Linked DNA regions of Mus musculus: region 1 is linked to region 2. A link is a contact called in public HiChIP or PLAC-seq data. All regions are on one chromosome and are shown on one strand. The core of a region is the stretch at or near the end of the contact, and the rest is flanking DNA. Distances in the headings are between cores, read along the strand shown.

Region 1 (5,702 bases), core at 761-3,260, 390 kb before region 2:
GGCCTATTAAAATAGGGTTGCTGGATTCTGGGTAATGTATATTGTCTTGATTGTTATGTTTGTGTCTTTATATTGGGATCTAGGCATTGATGTTATGTTTGTGGTGTTTCTTGACATAGATATTTTGTATTACCTTTGTTGGGTGGGTGTTCTGTTATTTTGTTGCTGTTTTCCAATCTGGGTCCCAGCCATGTGTGGTGGCTTTAGGTTTCCTTGTAGAGTCGGGTTCTTTGGGCTGGTGGACAGTCACAAAAAAAGGAAGAATGGCTGATGGAGCAGGGGTTGGGTGAATGTGCCCACCTCTCTGCCATGGATGTGTTGTTTACCCATGAAAAGGCTTAACTTTCTCACTTGGAGGACAGGGAACTCCCAAATGCTCCTTAAACATGGTGTTGATTGGACAGGATCATGGAAGAGCCAATGTTTGCCATTCCCGATTCACTAATTCCTGAAACCAGGGAAGATCTGTAAGAGGCTCTCTCTTGCTGTTGGGCAGTACCTCCTGGAATATCCACCAGCATTGCTGCCTTCTATCTATGAAATGCTAGTCGCACCCAGACTTAGTCCAGGATACTCTAGGCTCAGAACTGTCCCTAGGTGAACACCACAGCTCTGAAAGCAAGCAGGACACAGCTCTCTAACTCATTGGAGAGCTGCCAGCTTGGAAATGAGGCCATAGAGAACCTCTCTTGGAAGGGAAGGGTTAATTCATGTCCGAGGGCCTTGGGTTAGTGCTCTTAAGAATGTGGCTAGAACCACGGTTCGGTGGGTAGAGCGCTATGCCACAGAGAATAAGGACATGATTTCAGAGTTCACAAGTGGAATGAATCAGTGGATATAGGATGTGCAAGTGAAGGAGCCTTCTTTCCTTGGTGTTTGGCTGTTGTAGGTTCACCTGGGTGTTTGTTAACGTGGACCCTAGAGTGATGGCCCCCTAACTACAAGTTTCCAGGGAACGTATCAGAGTTAGCAACTCCTCTCTCTCTTACTTTAGTATAGCCCTGCCCTAGCTCAGCATAGCTCATGTCTCAGTTAGTGCTGAACCGAGTGCCACTAAACGTTAAGCTCCTTGCTATGGCAGGATGGGTAATGGTAAGAGGAGACAATTCCTCCCTGGGGTGCCTGGAAAACGTCGAAGTCTGCTCTGGGTCTCTGAAGCTGGTCTAGTCTGTGCTTACATATGATGGCCTAAGTTGGCCTTACCTCCATTCATTGTTCCCAGTCCTGTCCCCCTGATGGTCTACAGAGAGGCAGGGCCAATCTGGATGTCTAGATTGATAGATGAGAACATGGTGGTCTAGGGAGCCAGTGACTTTCCAAGTGACTCTGGGCATTCTTTTTTTGTGGCAATGAATTCTCTGTCTAAAATGGTTCTAAGACACAGGACCAGAGACTCGTGCAGGAGAGAGTGTGGGGCCATGTCCTGAGTGACAGCCAGGTGACAATCATTTCTAAGACCACATTCTGCTCCTTCCTCAGGGTGCCACCAGCCTGTTTCAGGTCCTCCCTGTATCTTCTCTCCTCCTTTGGAACCTGGTCTCCAGTCTTGCTCTGAAGTGAACTTGCTCTATAAGTTCTAACAAGAACTATTATGCTCAAACTTCTTGTGGCTTTAGGAGATACAAATCTGTGGTAACGCTTCAAATTAAGTGTCGTGAATGAATAATTACTTTCTGAATCAGAGGCGTTCCATTGAATGGGGATCATTATTGTGTGTTAATTAAAATCCCACTGATTATTAAAATTATATTTTGGGGTTTTAATAACTCTATAAGGGACATGCAGATAAAGCTGAGAGATAGGCATTGGTATGGGCTCTTGTTAAACCTCAATAAATACTGGTGTTAATTCAAACATGTACTCATTGATTCATGAAACTAAGATGGGATTTTTACTTGAAACAGACATGGATGTTGTAATCGGCCCGTGTTTCTTTGGAGTCTGAATGCAGAGATTTTTTGATCTGTGTAAAGTCTGAGCTTGGGGCGAACTTCCTCAGGGTGCTGTGTGGTGGGGGAGAGCTGAAGAGCGTGGTTTGGATGACTCAGTAGGCTTCTGCCCAATACCTTCTGGGCTTTTCCAAAGACAAGAAAGCCGGAGTTTGGAATCCTCTCAGAATCTGATTAGCATTGGATCGGAGAGCCTGCGCTCACATGGGCAGGAATTCCAGGCCCTTTATTACTCTCTGTAGGCCTTACCTTTGAGAACATCCTATCTTCCTGTTGCTCTGAGTCTGACTGGGTATGTCTAGACCATGTTGAGTAATCTGTTCCTACAGAGTCTCCATTCTGCTGATGGCATGGATGGTTTAACCCCCTAGGCTGCCTTCATCTTCCCTTGCTCCAGTGGCCAGTGGAGGTGGCATCTAGACACTGGCATTGCTTAACACAGAAACAGTTGTATAGCTCGTCTAGCCTGCCCTTCCCCAAGTGATGTCCAGGTGGTCCCAACTTCTTGCTTCTGGAAGTTGAGCCATCTGAAACTTCTCAGAATCTTAGAAATGATTTTTCTAAGGATGGAGTGGTGTCCTGGGAACTGGATGGAGAAGCAGCATCACCCAGCTGGGCAGAGCCAAGCCAGTGCCAAGGGCTTTTTTTTTCTGTTTGAGAAGTTCATGCATTCATGTTTTGATCAGCTCCACTCCTCTTTTGTTTCTCCTCATTTCCTCCTCTCTCTCCGACTCTGCTTCTCTTTCCCAATCTCCTGTGCTTAGATTTTGAAAACCCCACTGAGTCTACTTCATGTTTCCTGTATGTGTGTGGGTGTGGATCCGTACGCAGGATAGTGGGCAGACATCCATGGGCACAAGTCTCTCAAGGGCCTCTGTTCTAATCATCAATAAAACCTTCTCTGATGGGTCAATAGTGCCCCATATTCTGTGTGGAGGGTATGGCCTTGGGGACTGGTAGAGCTGGAGACATCAGACTTAGGACCAGAAGTGATAGATGATGTTCAGGTGGGGGTTGGGGGCTGGATGTGAGCTGGGATATGTGTTGGGAAGAAGACCTTGGTGGGTGGTCTAGGCTGGAGAAAGGCTGGTTAGGACCCTTGATGACTAGTGTTTGTTATCAGTGTAACCAACAGTAGAGTCATCTGGTAGTCAGGCCTTTGGTCATGGCTATGGAGGTGATCTCGACTGTGTTGTGCTGAGAAGACCTGCCCACTGTGGGTGGCACCATTCCCTAGGTGGAATCTTGGGCTGTGTAAGTAGAGAGGGAATTGGATAGCAGTGGACTCACCGCCCTCTGCTTCATGATTTTGGATGCCACACGACTAGTTGCTTCAGGATCTTCCTACCACACAGCCTGACTCATATCCCACTTCCCATGATGCACATGAGCTGTGGCGTCACAGACCATCTGCCCTTAAAGAAGCAATCTGGGAGTCTGAGGCACACACTCACAGGGCTAGCTTGCCATCAGAGTCTGAAGACAGGCCTTTGTTGGAAAGATACATGTCTCCATGCTTCTCCGGATGTGGTTCCGCTCTGAGTCTTTCAGATTGGTGGTTTCAGTTGTCCCCTGCCTGGCTTCCTGTCAGGAACACCCACCATCCTACCCTGTCAGTTTGGAATGCAGCTCTTGGGGCCTTCTCCTCCTCCCTGTCAGTTTGAAGCCAACCCCAAGGGATGGTGCCACTCACATTTAGAGTAGGCCCCCCTCTCTTCAGTTACCTCAATCAAGAAAGTCCAGCAGGGATCCTCCCAGTGGTTTGTCTTCTAGTGAGTCTAGATTCTGCCAGTTGTCAATATTAAGGATCACAGAGCCCAAGGGTGCTCTTCTAATGAAGATAGCTGAAACTTTCCCTCACTCCCCTGTCTATTGGGAAGGGGTTTGGGAAACCAAGGCACAGAGGTGGCTGGCCTTTCTATCATCCTGTGGTTGGATCCCAAGACTGGCATCTGCATCTGGACTAATGGAGCCTGAGAGGAGAAAGGGGGCTGGCTGCTTTGATCTTCATTCTCTCCTCTTCTGCAAACAGCTCACTGGGAGGTTGGGTCCTGCAGGGTGGGGCAGGCCCCACAGCTAGTGGATGTCTCGGTGCCAGGTGCTTCCTGGTGGCCAAGGCCTCAGCAGACAGAGCTGGGAGGAGCGGGGTTGGCCTCAGCAGGCCCTTGCAGAGGGAGCTGGGCTGGGGCTGCTGGTGGGGAGCCTCTTGGCCCCAGGTCTCAGAGATTCATTTTGAAAGGATCAGGAGAGAGGGAATGAGTGTGGGCCTGTCTTGTCTCGTGGGCCACGGTGCCAAGGAGAGCCCACTCTCCATACCTATCTTTTTTCTGGATTCTCAACACCCAACCTGGAAAATGTAGAGCCTTAGGCTGCCGCCCGTGGACTTGGGACTCAAGGGCTGACATGGAAGTTTAGTGTCATATAGTCAGATACACTTGTTTTCAAACCCAGCCTGTGTCCTGAGATGGCTTCTGACAGCTCCTTCTTTCCTTCTTTCCTTCTTTCCTTCTTTCCTTCTTTCCTTCTTTCCTTCTTTCCTTCTTTCCTTCTTTCCTTCTTTCCTTCTTTCCTTCCTTCCTTCCTTCCTTCCTTCCTTCCTTCCTTCCTTCCTTCCTTCCTTCCTTCCTTCCCCCCTGACCTTCCCATTTGTCCCTCCTCCCTCTCTCTCCTTTCTTTCAGTTGTGGTGTGTATATATGAGTGTGTGTGTGTGTGTGTGTGTGTATGTGTGTGTGTGTGTGTGTGTGTATGTGTCCATGTGTGTCCAGGGATGTGTGTACACATACATGTGGAAGCCATGGGTCATTCATTTGTGTCATCCCTCAGGCATCATTTGATTTCTTCTCATGACAGTTTCTGTCACAATTCCTCGGCTCTTCACTTAGATTGGGCTGGTGGCCAGTGAGCCCCAGGGATCCGCTTGCCTCTGACTCCCGGCTGCTGGGATTCCCAGTAGCTACCACCACACTTGGCTTACCATTATCAAGTGTGGGTTCTGGGAACTGAACTCAGGCCCTCATGCTTGCAAGGCAAGTACTTTACCCACTGAGCCACCTCTTCAGTGCCAATAACGAGTTTCTTTACCTTGCAAAATGTAGGTAGCAACACCTACTTAGTCCTGCTGTAGCAATACCCACCTGTCCCTGCTGTGGTGGCTGTCAATGCCAACTGAGCCATACTTGCAGCTGGATGTGGTGCTGGGCACGGGACATGGGGAATGACTGTGATCTCAAATATACATCAGACCCAAAGAGAGGGCCTTGTATTAGTTAAGGCAAGCTCCAAGCAAGCATCTGCTAGGTGGTACACTGTGTGGCTGTCTGCATGTAGACAGAGAAACCCGTCTGGAACTTGGTAACCAGAGCTGACCATCCAACTGGGAGGAGTGATGGGCAGGGAGGCTCTGCATCCCTAGGGTCTAGGATGGCTGCAGTGGGGTGAAGGAAAAGGAGCCCTTAGCTTCTACCAAGGGAAGTGTGAACTGTGTAAGTGGATCAAGAGGTTCTAATGACTCAGTATCCCCAGGGCTCAGTGGTCATGTCAGGAGCCAGGGATGCACAGGAAAGAGTCCAGAGTAGTGAGAACTCTGCCCCAGGAGATGGGGGTGTAGTGTGGCCTTTGGGTGGGATTTGGAAAGGTAGGATGGTGTTTGTGCCCCATCTGCTTCTCTTCATCCTTAGGGTGGAACGCAGCCTGAGAAGGCTCATCTCCAGGCTGCTCTGCTCACCTAGAGTCTGGGGACTCTCAGGTCAGGA
Region 2 (5,707 bases), core at 168-2,667:
TCACTGGAGAATGCTGCACAGCCTGAGAGAACATGGAGCAGTTCGGTCAGAGTCTCCTCTCTCCAGCAATTGTTAATGCTTCTGGAAAGGCTTGCAGAATTTGGTAGGTTTCAGGGACTTCCTGAGACTTGTGTGTTTTGTGTACTTCCAGGTTCCCACTTTTCTTTTCTTTTTTCCAGGAAAGAATGTTTCAATTCAGAGCCAAGACCTACAAAATAAAAGTTCTGGAAGATAAGATAATTTTCCTCAGTTTCTTCTGTTGATACCTAGATAAGACTTGCCCAATTCCAAAGCCTATCACTCCATCAAATACAAATGGGAGGACTGGGGAAAAGAGAACTGATTTGAAAAGGACTGATATGTGTATTTCAGTGTTTGTTTGTTTTTTTTATGTAGAATATGGAAAGTAATTAGGATACCATTTGAGAAGGAAGAAACAAGATGGTGGCCGGAAGCCAACTTGGGTGGAAGGTGAGGGAAATGAGAAAAAAAAAGAACACAGATGTTGCTCTATTTGTGATGCCAGCCCTTTGTAGATGAAATGGAGATTCCCCCAGGAAAGACAGGCTAAGTGTGTGTCTGACCTTTTGTATATTATGTATAACATTGGGAATCTTGCATTCTCCCATAACTCTTTGGCTTGGCACTATCTAGAACATTCTGATGTGTCTCAGATGTATTAAAGACACCATGAGAGAATGGCATATCTGTTCCAACTAAGCTTCCTCCTGACAGGGCTGAGTCATATCTTCTAAAAGGCTGCTGTTCCTAGTGACAGACAAAACATAGGTTCAGGATGAACTACTAGTGGCCCCATTAGCATCTGGAATCTTCTTTTGCTTCTGTTTTCTGCCCTAAGTACTGTGTCCTTTGCTTGGCTTGAACAAAGGGCTTAAAGGAGGGTTGGGCCCACTGCTTTCAGTTAACTTTGGAGGGGCCAATTCTGACCTGGCACACACAGTAACCTGTCCTTTGGCTGGCTGATGAGGCTCTCTGATAAGGGCTACCTGATACACCTTAATGGATATGCACCTCCTCTGAGGGGCATGCACATTCCTAGCTGTCTGGCTCTAACCTGACAGCCTTTTGAACTTCCTATGTTCTGAAAGCCCACGGCTTGACTTAATAACTTGAGGGAGATTTGACGGTATGCTCTTGCCAAAGCTTTTCAGACATTCCTCTAAGAGGGAAGATGTGGTTTGTAATAAACAACTTTTTGAAAATTATCTCTGTGGGTGATCAACATGCTCAGATCTCCTCTTGACCCTGTGACTGGCCCACCCCTCCTCTAGCATTCTTCTCTCCAAAGAAAGGTTCTGATAGCTGCTTCCCCTTCCTTCTACCTCAGTGACTTATCAAATGTCTACCTCAGAGCTTGACTACTGGTCCTGCAAACCTGTGGTTTTCAAGGCTTTCACAAGCTAAGTGCTAGTTTCCTGAATGACATCTGCCCTTGTCTTGACCTTTCTGCTACATTTGACCCTGATAATGGTTCTTGCCTTCCTGGAATTCTTCCAGAAACTTCTGTTTTCATCTATATTTGGATTTCCCCAGTCCTGCTTTTCTTTCACAGGCCAGGGCTTCCAGAAGTTAAGTCTAGGATGCAGGGTATTTACAGAGACCAAATCCTGTGAACAGAAGGAGAGATGGAGGAAGAAGAGGAGCAGGAGGAAGAGGAGGAAGCAAAGAGAAAGAGAAGGAGGAGAGTCAGATAAATTTATTTAGGAGCTATGATACCTCAGGGACTTCAGGCTGTCAGGAAGGGATGTCAGGCATACTACAGTGTCCCATGTCAAAGCCAACTGCAGAGAGGTTATCTGCCAACCCAGATCAGTCAGGAATTTACTGGCCCAGAGAAGAATGTGTCCCTAAGAAAGAAACTGCAGCTGCTCTTTACAGCCCATACACTGGGGAAGTTTGAACTTGAAGGAAGATCTTACTGACTCAACCCATAACCACCTTGTTCCCCCATGCTTGGTACTTCCCAGCTGTCCTTCCAATAATGAAAGCCATGAAGGACACATGCATAGGCTCACTAGTAAATAGGTTGCTGATAATTCCAAAGGGTTCATCAGTGCTCCAAAGCCCACTCCGGGGTCTTCACAGGCAACTTCCCTAACTAAAATTAGCTTGCCCTGAATTGTACTTTTCTCAGCATCTTTAATTTCATATTTACCTATGTATCCACGAAAAGTAAGAACAAACAAACAAACAAACAAACAAACAAACAAACAAACAATTTTACTTCCACTTCGGCTCGCTCCCTCGCTCTTACACCATTTGACTGGCTCCTTACCACCCTCTTTTAAGGGTAGTGGATTTGGTTTTGTGGATATAAAACCACATGTGGTTTTGGGAAGCTGAGGTCTCCAAAGAGTAAATGGTCTGCCCAAGTTCATACCTATACCCAGTAGTAGATGCACGATGTGATAGCAGCTCCATTTTCGTCGGCAGTTCATGTCTCTCCCACTCTCCTTCTTTAAATGAGTTCTCAGCTTCCCCACAGCCTCATGGAGAAGGGATATAGTAGGGAGATGTGCTTACAAATAAGCACGGGGCAAGGCTGTGGAGATTACTGCCACAACCTAGGCAGGAACAAAATTAGTAGGAGAAGGAGCCTCCCATTAGCTTCATTAAACATGAGATAATTTCTCCCATCAGAGTCCATGTGAGAATAAAACTCAGATTAGTTTTATTAGTTGGTGGAGATAATTAAATGGTTTCTTTACTTATACCCTGTCAACATTTTCATAGACTTCAGCTGGATTTTTTAAGAGATTTATTAGCATTTATTAATCCTTAGGATATCATAAACTAGCTCTATAAAATAATAAATCCTATATATCACACACAGGCATGTATTTCTGAGACGTTACAGGGTCAGGATAGGCTACAACTACCTTGAAGTACACACTGTGTCTACAGTGCTCTGGGGAAGCCACTATGGTGGTATCAAAGAAACCTGTCTTGTCTTTAATTTTTTAAAAAGATTCATTCTTTGCTACGTGTGTGTGTGTGTGTGTGTGTGTGTGTGTGTGTGTGTGTGTGTGTGCACGCACACATGCACACACAGAAGCCAGAAGAGTGTATCTTTTCCACACTCTCCACTTTTTGCATTGAGGAAAGATCTCTTTCTGAACCTGGGCGTCTTCCTGAACATCTCAGCGATACTGCAAGCCAGTAAACATTAGCAGCCCCTCTGCCTCTGTGTCCTCAGAGACTGGGAGACAGGCATTTGTGAGGAAGCTGGTGTGTCACCCAGAAGCTCAAATCTCTGAAGTGAATCCTCCTGCCTTATGACTTCTCATCTTCTCTTCTGCAGGCTTTCAAAATTGCTGCAATTATACATTTATATCTGACAGATAGCCTATAGATTATATAGAGTTGTATTTGTTCTTAATGAGTGCCATCCTATTAAACTCCCTATCATTTGAGCTGAAATCCATACAGGACTAGGACCACACATCCATCGTATGATCACCTTAGTAAACAGTGGCTTAGCAAAGAATGATGGACACATCAGCTCCAAGGTCCCATCCACTGGTCATTCTGTTCAAATCGACTTGTTGGAGAGATGCAGACACACCAAGCCGCCTCTTCTCTACCCTGAACTTGGTGCTGTCAATTTCATGGAATGTAGGAAGCCCTCATATACTTCCCAGTGTCCCCTGAAACCCACCATCTGCAGCATACTGTTGTGGTAGTGAAGGGTGACTTTGGACCTCCTGACTTTGGATCCTGGTACCAGCTACCCTGGATTCACCTGCATCAAGTTCTTTGATCCATTAGCCTACTTGCATCCTTGCAGCAAGATTAACCAAGGTACCTGTGCCTCTGTGTCTCTACCTCTATAATAGGGGGGCAGCGATGACAAATCTTCAGGGATTAAATGAGTCAGCCTGAAATGGTGCAGGAGCCTAGAGAAAACACGTGTTTCCAGTCGGCTGCTAGCCAGGCTCTCAGTACCCAGATGAAGAGGGTCAAGTAGAGAGGACTTAGCAGATTTGTCAGTTGGGTGTCCGGGGTCAGGCTCTTTCTTGACTCTGCTTCTGTTAAATAGTGGGCACATCCACCCCTGGGCATTGAAGGTGCCCAGGATGGAGTGTCTGTGAGGTTAGAAACAACTAGTTGGATAAGGTGCTGCAACTCACCTGCCTCATCTATAGAACCCTTCTTCCTTGGCTTCCTGTCAAAGGCTGAGAGCTTGTCCTTTGAGGAATTAAGGCTAAGAGCTGGGTCACCAGCCCACCATGGGAAAAGGCAGAGGAGCCAAGGAGGTAATTCCAAAATTTCCCATCAACACACAATTGACACAGAGAACAGAGATCTCGGAGGCAGGAGCTAAAAGCTAAGGGAGGGACTTGGATGTTCCTAAGAGGCCCCCTGGCTCAGGGAGGGGTTGTGTGTGTGTGAGTGTGTGTGTCTCTTTCCGGAAGCAAGACCAGAGCCCCGGGCTGGCATGTGTGCTGGCATGTGGTTGACAGAGGCAGGCACCATGCCGCACCCTCTGTGTTCCAACGGCACTCCAAGCCAAGAGAACGGATTAGGAGGATTTGAAGCATAAAAGTAAAACAAGCTGTTTTCTTTCTTTCTCCCTCTCTTTTTATTTTTCAATCATCTCTAAAGACAGTGAGTGGGATTGGTGTCACTTTAAATAAGGGCCGTGTCAGCTGAAAGAGCAGAGAGGAGGAACTGTTCTCTAGCCAGGCTTTTCCTCGAGGGGCAGCCAACAAGGCAGCCACTCTCCGGAGACTGAAGTATATGTGTGATTGTAGGATTCCTCTGGCCACATTATTTTCTTGCTCCTTTGGAAGAAGCCAGGGACTCCCTGCTAATGGCCTCTGCACCTTGTCACCCCCATGAGCAGTTACTCGCAAGTTCCCTGCATGTCCACATCAGTTCAAGAGGGAGGCACAGAAGTCAAGGTAAGGAGGTGTTTGTAGCTGTTGTGTTCTACAGGAAAGTCTTATTTCAGGGACTGAGGTGGCTCTCCAAAGGAGTAGGAAGCATTGGCGTGCAAAGATTACAATAGCCAGTGGGATTGACTGGGTGGCACTCTGTAAGCAAGGGCTGTACCCACTGCTAACAGCAAAACAGCACCTGTCCTCAAAGGGAAGCCATGGAAGCAAGCCCTTCTGAGTGAAGGTGGAATGGAGTTCAGACAAGAGGTATGAACTGTCCTTTCTCCTCTTCTCCCAGTGTGACACGATTTTGGAGGGACAGAGATAAAACTATTCTATTGTCAGAGCCATAGAAGGACAAGCCCACATGTAGGGGACATCTTTTGGCCAGTGATACCCCAGCTGTCTGGAGAACACCCCCTGAGCCTTTTGTTCTTGTGGTTCCTAAGTGTGTTTGGCAGTGCCTGTGGGGTCTCAGAGACCTGTGAGAAGGATCAGCAGGAGTGATTTCCTCAACTCAAACCGTGCATTGCAATCCAGTCTGGAGGCAAAGCAATACCTCTGTCCTCAACCTACACTGGACAGAGTTAAGTGTCCCTTACCTTGCACTGAAATGCACTTATGCCTCTAAACTCACAGCTGTCTAAAGTTCTGGTTCCAACTCACTTAAACAAATCAACAATAAGAGTGGAAGATGAGTTATTAAAGCCAATTTTGCTTCTGTATTTTCACATGCACACCCAGGATGCTGGGTCACTGTTGCTTTTTACTTTTTTATATTTGGTTTAGCAGAGCTGGGAACAGAA

Evidence for each region. HiChIP or PLAC-seq counts read pairs in DNA pulled down with a chosen protein or histone mark.
Region 1: an H3K4me3 HiChIP or PLAC-seq map of the SCID.adh cell line shows a contact between it and region 2, with 4 times the contacts expected there. The contact joins two enhancer-like sites. A contact is called at or near these places in 2 of 115 datasets of contacts at active chromatin or transcription factors (the SCID.adh cell line and double positive thymocytes).

What each region holds. Positions count from the first base shown.
Region 1 is chr12:107,760,684-107,766,385 of GRCm38.p6, reverse strand. No RefSeq gene overlaps it. Among named protein-coding and RNA genes, the nearest start is that of 4930465M20Rik, 28 kb to the right of the region's middle. Within about 2 kb of position 2,010, at least 7 of the 459 cell types and tissues checked have an H3K27ac peak or open chromatin away from gene starts, as enhancers often do. A contact at or near this core is called in the SCID.adh cell line, where this site is marked.
Region 2 is chr12:107,371,226-107,376,932 of GRCm38.p6, reverse strand. No RefSeq gene overlaps it. Among named protein-coding and RNA genes, the nearest start is that of Gm52008, 260 kb to the right of the region's middle. Within about 2 kb of position 1,417, at least 6 of the 459 cell types and tissues checked have an H3K27ac peak or open chromatin away from gene starts, as enhancers often do. A contact at or near this core is called in the SCID.adh cell line, where this site is marked.